2 separate regions of the Gossypium hirsutum genome follow, and region 1 is linked to region 2. A link is a contact called in public Hi-C data. All regions are on one chromosome and are shown on one strand. The core of a region is the stretch at or near the end of the contact, and the rest is flanking DNA. Distances in the headings are between cores, read along the strand shown.

Evidence for each region. A called contact is a pair of places that touch in the nucleus more often than the background predicts.
Region 1: a Hi-C map of leaf shows a contact between it and region 2, with 2.2 times the contacts expected there. The contact joins the enhancer-like site here to the promoter of LOC107896411 in region 2. A contact is called at or near these places in 5 of 34 Hi-C or Micro-C datasets (all in leaf).

What each region holds. Positions count from the first base shown.
Region 1 is chrA06:35,761,209-35,765,234 of Gossypium_hirsutum_v2.1, reverse strand. No RefSeq gene overlaps it. Among protein-coding and RNA genes, the nearest start is that of LOC107893662, 27 kb to the left of the region's middle. Within about 2 kb of position 2,579, at least 3 of the 9 cell types and tissues checked have an H3K27ac peak or open chromatin away from gene starts, as enhancers often do. A contact at or near this core is called in leaf, where this site is marked.
Region 2 is chrA06:35,557,613-35,561,532 of Gossypium_hirsutum_v2.1, reverse strand. It overlaps LOC107896411, which reads left to right and starts at 2,430. Exons shown (of 3, transcript XM_016821578.2): 1 at 2,430-3,188. The coding sequence starts at 2,804.

The sequences.
Region 1 (4,026 bases), core at 1,330-3,829, 200 kb before region 2:
TCAAAATATCAAAATAAAAATTTAATTACTTTAATTTTAAGAGAATTTCGAGAAACTCCTCCAAATATCGGCATCGAATCTTAACCTTGGGGTTATCTGTAAAATCAGAAAACTAAATGGAGTGAATTTTTAAGCTCAATGTGAGTCTTATAACAAGTTAAATAATAACAAGTAAACATATATTCATCATATAACATATTCAAATTTGATGCACATGATCACGATAGTGCAATTCTCATAAAACAATTATGCAAGTTTTTATAAAACATCCCACCCATCACCGTTACACTCCAAAAAGAGTTCCTTATAACTCGTCTATCCAAACACTCCATTGTGGATGAAGCTACCAATATTTGCAGATAAGCTGCCATGTAGGTTGTGGACAAAGCCACCATGTAGCTCGTGGAGAAAGCCACCATGTAGATTGTGGATGAAGCCACCAATTCCTCCTCCTTACAATCCCACCCTATGCATGTGATATGGTCATAATGAATATATATATAAAAAATTTACTCATTTCAAGATTTCACTTGTCACAATGGGCATGTCGAACATGCAAATTGGATAATATCATGTAGGTCATATTTAACATGCAAGCATGATTTAAATATTATGCCTATAATATAATGTCATCATATCACATGTCATGAGAAATGAGAATATGTACATAGTATCACAACATTCATTAAGTCTCATTAAATAACACATGAGATCAATTAAAGGAATAGTTCGAGGTACTTACTTGAATATTACCCTTTTTGTGAGTTTTAACATCCCTTTTCGAATATATAGTGTATTCTCAACTTTTCATGTTATAGAGATTTTTTACAAGGTTTCAATGATAAAATACTTATATTTTATCGGCCAATAAATATTATATATATTTCTAATAAATTAACCCACACTTGATCTAAGCAATTTTGATGAGGAAAAACTCCTTTTAACATCCGCTTCTAGATTTAATTAAATCTATCTTGGATCTAAACACAAAACGAATAATCTATCATTAATTCACCATTTAAATTATCCTTTTAAATGAAAATGATTTAATCTTGATTTCTAATACCACACTTACGCTTATACGACTAGAACCAGAGATGTGATTCACTTCCCAAAAGTCAAAGGTGTTCCAAGTTGTTAGCAATTGGCCATTCACACAAGATTAATATATGAGATGTTAATATCAAAGAAAAACAATGTCTAACACTAATACTAAATTCAAATATTAATAAAAAGATGAGGAAGAAGTGATGATTTAGTACCCAATATCATCACATTCTTATGTTATTCATTAACTGAATCTTTGTTGAATCAATCGATCAAGAGGAGAGAAAGAAAAAATCGAAGAAATAATTGATAGCAAAACATCTTTTTAGGATAAAAGCAATAAAATTCTAGCAATGATTTATGAAAAAAATAAAAAAGATAGTTGTTAAGGTGGAAGTGGTGAGTTTTTAAGAAGAGAAAAGAAAAAATAAGAAAAATGGTGGTCACGGCGGTAGTCCTGTGGTGTGGCAGTGGTGAGGTGGTGTTGTGGTGATGGTGTGGTTAACTAATGGTGGTGGAATGTGGAATAGAAGTGGAGAAAAGGAGGTACAATAGTGGCTTAAAGAAGAAGAAAATGGCAGAAAAAGGAGGAGCATGGGAGATGGAATGTAAGAATCGGTCAAGAGAGGAGGAGGAGAAACCAAAATGAGAGAAAAAAGTGAACGATGCCTAACTTAGGTGGTATGGACGGTTCAAGCTTAGTAAATGTGAGAAAATGGAAGCTTTGGGGGACAATGGTATGAAAAGTGGATTAATGGGGAACATGTGGAGTGAACAGGGGGTTTATGGGGGAAAATTGACTAGCTAAAGGAGGAAATAATCTTTCTTTGTATGGTCACTATGAGTGGACTGCTATGGAAACTTTAACCAAAGTTTTATGAGCCAAAAATTAAATAAAAATAAAAATGTAGGGAATTGAACATAAGACCTTTTTGAAATTAACAAAACATTTTTGCACCACATAGAAAATAATGTAAGGGAATGGATTTGAACATAGGTCATCAAGGAAAATTCCACCACCGCTCAACCACTACACTTTATACTTATTTATTATTAAATGAGTAAAACATCATCTAAAAAATTTCGAGCGTGACTACTCCCAGTTCATTAACCAATTTTTACTAACTCAGATTTTAGGATGCGAAGAAATATTAGAAATTTGATTACCATTGGAATTGTGGGTCCAATTCTCAATGAATTTTATTACCGAGTGGCAGTCCGGATTTAAGGTCGTTGCTACTGGTTCTTCTACAAAACCATTGGAAATTCCTTGTTTCGACGTGATAGAAGTCTTGCTGGGTAAAACCATATTCGGCGAAACAGGGGCATAATTGGGCACTAAAGTCGAATCTGGGACTGGGTTGTTGGGGTTAGAAACATCCACATTAGAAATTAAATTTCCAGGACACCCAGTGGAAGCCGTGGGCCCAGAATCCACGTTGGAGAATCCAACGTCCACTCCTGACGAAAGAATTTGATGCCCAGCTGTGAGACGATTCTCTACCAACCCATTACCTAAAGTTTTCCGGCCGTTACCCAAATCCTGGCCCTTAATTCCATCTTTACAAGACTGGCCCAAATCTGTCGCATAACCCATCTGAGATTTACCCAAATAGTGTTACTCTTTGAGGTGGAGTTTAACCATCGCTTACTTATGCCATTAATAATTGAAGTTAATGAATAGTATGGACTCAGTTTTATTAGGATTCAAATATGAGTTAATTACTCTCTTCACCCTCAAATTATGACCTTCATTATTAATTGGTCTTCAAACTTCAAAACATTGTAATTACACCTCTAAACTATTAATGTTTTATATCAATCAGTTTTTTTACTACGAAATTGTTAATTTAACTATTAAATGACACATAAAATCTTATTTGACATAATTTAAAATTAAAATTAAAAAAATGTTGTCACATAACTTTTAAAATTTAATATTAAAAATAAATTTTAAAAAAAGAGTGAGTGAACAATTGTATTTGTAAAAGCTTCAAAAACTTCAAAACTAAGATTTTTTACATCTATTTTTACAATATTCATTTTTCTTTAAAATTTTCATTTTGAATTATGTTATATAAGATTTGGATTCTCATTTAATGGTTAAATTATCAATTTTAGTAATGAGAGGACCTTAATGATATAATATTAATAGTTTGAGGATGTAATTAGAGTTTTTTAAAATTTGAGGACCAATTTAAAATGAGGGTCATAGTGTGAGGATGTTTAGTGAAATTAACTCTACAAATATTGAGTTTGAGTATTTTTATTTTTACCCGTAATAGATTCCAAGTAAATGTTGATAAAATTATTTTTATTTAAATTTGTTTTTACTTTAAAAAAATAATGAATGTGAATTTGGATATCAAATTCATTATATGTTTTTAATTTTCAATATAGGATATTGTAACGACCAGTTTTAGTCAATACCAAAAAATGCAATTTCAAAGTTAAATTTTGTAACTTGAATTAGTGAGATTGTTAATCAAAGAGTTGACGTATCTAGTGCGAGATTATAATATTGAATTATCAAGTAATTGGATCGAGAAAGTCGCTAATTAGTACAACAACTAAATTGCAAAAGTGTATTTACAAGTGAGATTTGATTAAAGAAATGTGGGAGGCATGATTTGACAATTGTACCAAGGACCTAATGGTTATTTAACCATCATTATCTCATGGTTAGTGGGATGAAACGATCCTATCTATTCATTGCAACTAATGTAGTTAAATTAAGATCATGGCCATCGATTTAGTTTCGTTAAGCTTGATTAAGGACCCTATTTACAGTGAGTGGGAAAGAGAAAAACATCATCTTTTTCTTCCCTTAATGCCGTCCATGCCATAGAAAAAGAAAGGAGAAAAGGGTTTTAAGTTTCTTTCACATTCGGTCTTAAATTCATCAAGGTAAGGGAATTTTCTCTTCATAATTTTTATAGATTCTTGATTGTTTAAACTCGATTAAGGTAACCCAAGTAC
Region 2 (3,920 bases), core at 1,181-3,680:
ACCCAAATTCAATTTAAATAATATTTTTTGAAATTTTGAATTTAATTATAAAAATATTTAAATAGCAACTAAACTATATTTTTAATATTTTATTAATTTTTTAATACTAAAATAAGCTTTTGGGTCGTGTCAAGTCGACATGAAAATAGGCCATTTAATTTTTAGGGGTGTGTGTTTTTTGGTTTTCACTCCTTTTGCTCCCAAATGTTCTCTTATGTATAAAAACATGAATTTAAAATATTAGGAGCATAAAATTCACAATTTACATTGAATAATCACCCAAAAACGCATTAAGAATGGGACTAAAACATGTTACTTTTAGCACGTATTAGAGGGAGAAGAATGTATTGAACAAATAATGATGTTTTTTAGGGCGGGAACCATGACAGATTTTTTCTTGTTCAGTTGAAAGACAATGGAGCAAATACGGTGACAATGTCAAAGAGGGTGGAGCTATGGTAAATTGTTGTCTTTTCCTTGATCTAAGCATAAAAAATTAAAACTTCACGGGTATAGCAATAGTATTAATTGAAATTTTGTAATTTTTAAAGAGACTAAAAGAATAATTTTTCTCTTTTTTTGCAGGTTCAATCAACAATCCATTAAGGGTTTAACGGCTAAGTAGTCAATTTGGTCAATTTTTCTAACGATAATGACTAAATTGAAAAAAATAATTTTAGAGTGACCAAAATAGAAATAACGTTATTTTATGATGACTTTCAGTGCAATTTACCCTTTTTTTTTCTTTTACCATCGTCCCCTTCTTCTAAAAAAATACAAATACAAATAGTCCACTTCTCTTTTCTATTTCCTAGAGTGTTTGATATCTAGTACTTCAAAAAACTTGGTTGGGGAAGAGAGTTTCTGAATTCGGATCAAACCCTTTTCAATCAAAATAGCCAAAAAAAAAATCTAATCTTGTTTTCCATTAATCTACCAAAAAAGCTAATGAAGACTTTCATTGCCACTCTCATTTTCTGCTTTGTTCTCCTGGTGTAGTTATATTTTCAATCAAAATATTCATTAAAAATAATTTTTTTTAAAATTTCCCCGTTTATTAATTATGTTGTTTTATGGACAGTTTACGAATCTCAACCATGCTAGAAAAGAACCAAGAGAATACTAGAAAAGTGTGATGAAAGACCAACCTATGCATGAAGCAATCAAGGGTTTATTACATGAAGAAGAAACAAGTTCAGGTTCGGGTTCGAAGAAGAAAATGAAGCAGTTCGTTAAAGATTTTGATAGTCAACATAGCCTTATAATATATGTTAACAATCCTGAGTCTAAACAAGAAGACACGACATACATTAAGGATGTTAAAGGCATCACGGACTAGAAACGAGATAAATTAGATATAAAGAAATAGACAACCTTTTAAAAAGATAAAAAGGGAAAAAAAAAATTTGAGAAAGGTGGCAGAGGTGGAGGCACTAATGTTAGTTGCTGTGGGGAAGGATAAATTTTGATGATTAAATTGAGATTATTTATAAATTTTTAGGGTTAATTTTTTAAAATTATGACTAAATTGATATAATATGTAAAAGTTGATAATTAAATTTATTATTACATCAATTTTTGACTGTCACGTTATACTTCCATCAAACATTAATGACACTTTAATGGAAATGAAAAAAAAACAATTTTAATTAGTTGGGTGACCAAATTAAAAAAAATGATAGTTAGGTGACAAAAAAAGAAAAAGAGCAATAGTTGGTGACCAAATTAAAAGAATTGATAGTTGAGTGACTAAAAAAGAAAAGGGCAATAGTTGAGTGACCGAATTAAAAGAATTGATAGTTGGGTGACAAAAAAAAAAGGGGATAATAATTGAATAATTTTTAATGTAATTTACCTTGAATTATATCAAAGAGAAATAAACTCGATTTAAACTTTAAGCAAATAATAAATTAATTAATTTGAAAGAACTAAAAATTACGTTATTAATAAAATTTCAATACAAATAGACATAATGATTTTTTTGGTCTTTCAATTTTATAAAAAAAAAATCATTTCAGCAATTTTTTTAAAATTTTTTTAACTCTTAAACTTATGTATTTTGTCAAATTATCTAAGAATGAATAAAAAAGTTACCATTTTTTAACTTTATTAATGTGTTATACATGTAAATTGCCACATGAATAATATTGAAGCATTTGATTAATTTTTTAGGGATCAAAAACATATTTTTAAAAATTAAAAATTATTTAAATTATTTAAAAAATATAAAATTATAAAAAGTTAATTAATGCTTACCTTTCACATTAACAAAATTAACGAAGGTTGATTTTTTATCAATTTTAAAATGAGATGATAAAAAATATAACTTTAAAAGTTAAAAGAGAGAAAATTTAAATGTAAGAATAAATTATTATTGTTTTAAATTATGCCATAAAAATACTGGATTTTTTTTTTTTGAAAAAAATACTGGAACATCTTAATTACATAAACTTCACGAATCGTACTGTTGTGAACCGTACCTGTCCACCGCGCTGGGAAATCGCGTCTAATACCAGAAAAAGACGGCGTAAAATTGCCTATCCATAACTGAAAACAACGCCGCACCGCCAACCGCCTCTCCATCTCCGATTGAAGAACCCAAAGTTATAAACCCTAGTTAAAATTAATTCCAATCAATTCGTTCTCCATCCTTTCAAAACAAAAAAGTTTATTTCTTAATTTTCAAATTACCGCAATCAGGGTTTGATATTTCCCTTTTTTGCATTTTTCACATTTTTGAAGAAAATACTTAGAGAGGGTAATTTAGAATTTCAATCTGAGGTAGGGGTTTTTAAAGCTTCCAATGGCGTTTTTAGGCGACGCGCTACGGCAAGCGTTTATGCCGAAGCACGAGTACGAGAGCCTACGGGAGGAAGATAAAGCTTGGACGAAGCTACAAAGGCCGATCTTAATCGGTTCCATAGTGATCATTTGTGTTGCGATCTTCGTTGGCATGATTATAAGCTTGAAGATTGTGTTTCCGGGAGATGATTTGAAGCGACCGTTTTGCGATGACCGGAGACTGCAGCCTTTGCCGTTGAATCCGAAAGGTGGAGGTGTCGGCGATCCAGATCTGTTTCCCGGAGCATTCTATTTGACTGATCAAGAAACCGTAGATTACTATTGGATGGTTGTGTTCATTCCATCTATGATCATTTTTTTGGCTTCAGCTGCGTATCTGGTGGCAGGTCAGTATGAATTCGGTGCATTTACTCTTTGATTTCCTTTAAGAGGAAATTATTTAGCAAGTATTAAATATTCTTTCTAGATCTTATTTAGAAATGAATGGAGGGTTGCATATTCTAAAAAGTAAGGTTTTGGTTGATTAAGTGTTAGCTTAATTTGCATATATATTGTTGCCAATGTAGTACCACGAGTGTTCGAGTGCGCTGAAGCGCATTATGTTATTATTTATCGGTTGGGGAGGGGTAACGAGTAGTTTTAAGCATGGTGTAAAAAGGGGTTCGTTTGTGTTGAAGCATGTTGTCTTACTATTTATCGATTTGGGGAGGCGGAATGAGTAGTTCTAAGTATTGTGTAAAAAGGGATTTGACTTTTGCAAGCGCATTATCTTATTATATCTGTTGGAGAAGGGCTACGAGTAGTTCTAAGTATTGTTTCAAAAAGAGCAAGTATAATAAGAACTTATAATGAGATTGTTAAAAATAATAATAATAATAGAAAGGTGAAGATGGGCATTGAATCTTGAATTAGAGAGGCTATGAAGTTCTCTCATTGTTTATTATTTTCAGTATCGGAAAATTTTGACTGGAAATTTTAGTAGGAGATGAGTATCATGACAAAGAAATTTAAAGATTATCTTTCCTTTAGTTATACATTGTGAATTGGAAAATTTAGTAGGAGATGAATATCCTGGTTAAAACTTTATTTCTAGAAATCGCTATCTTCCTATCCATTTT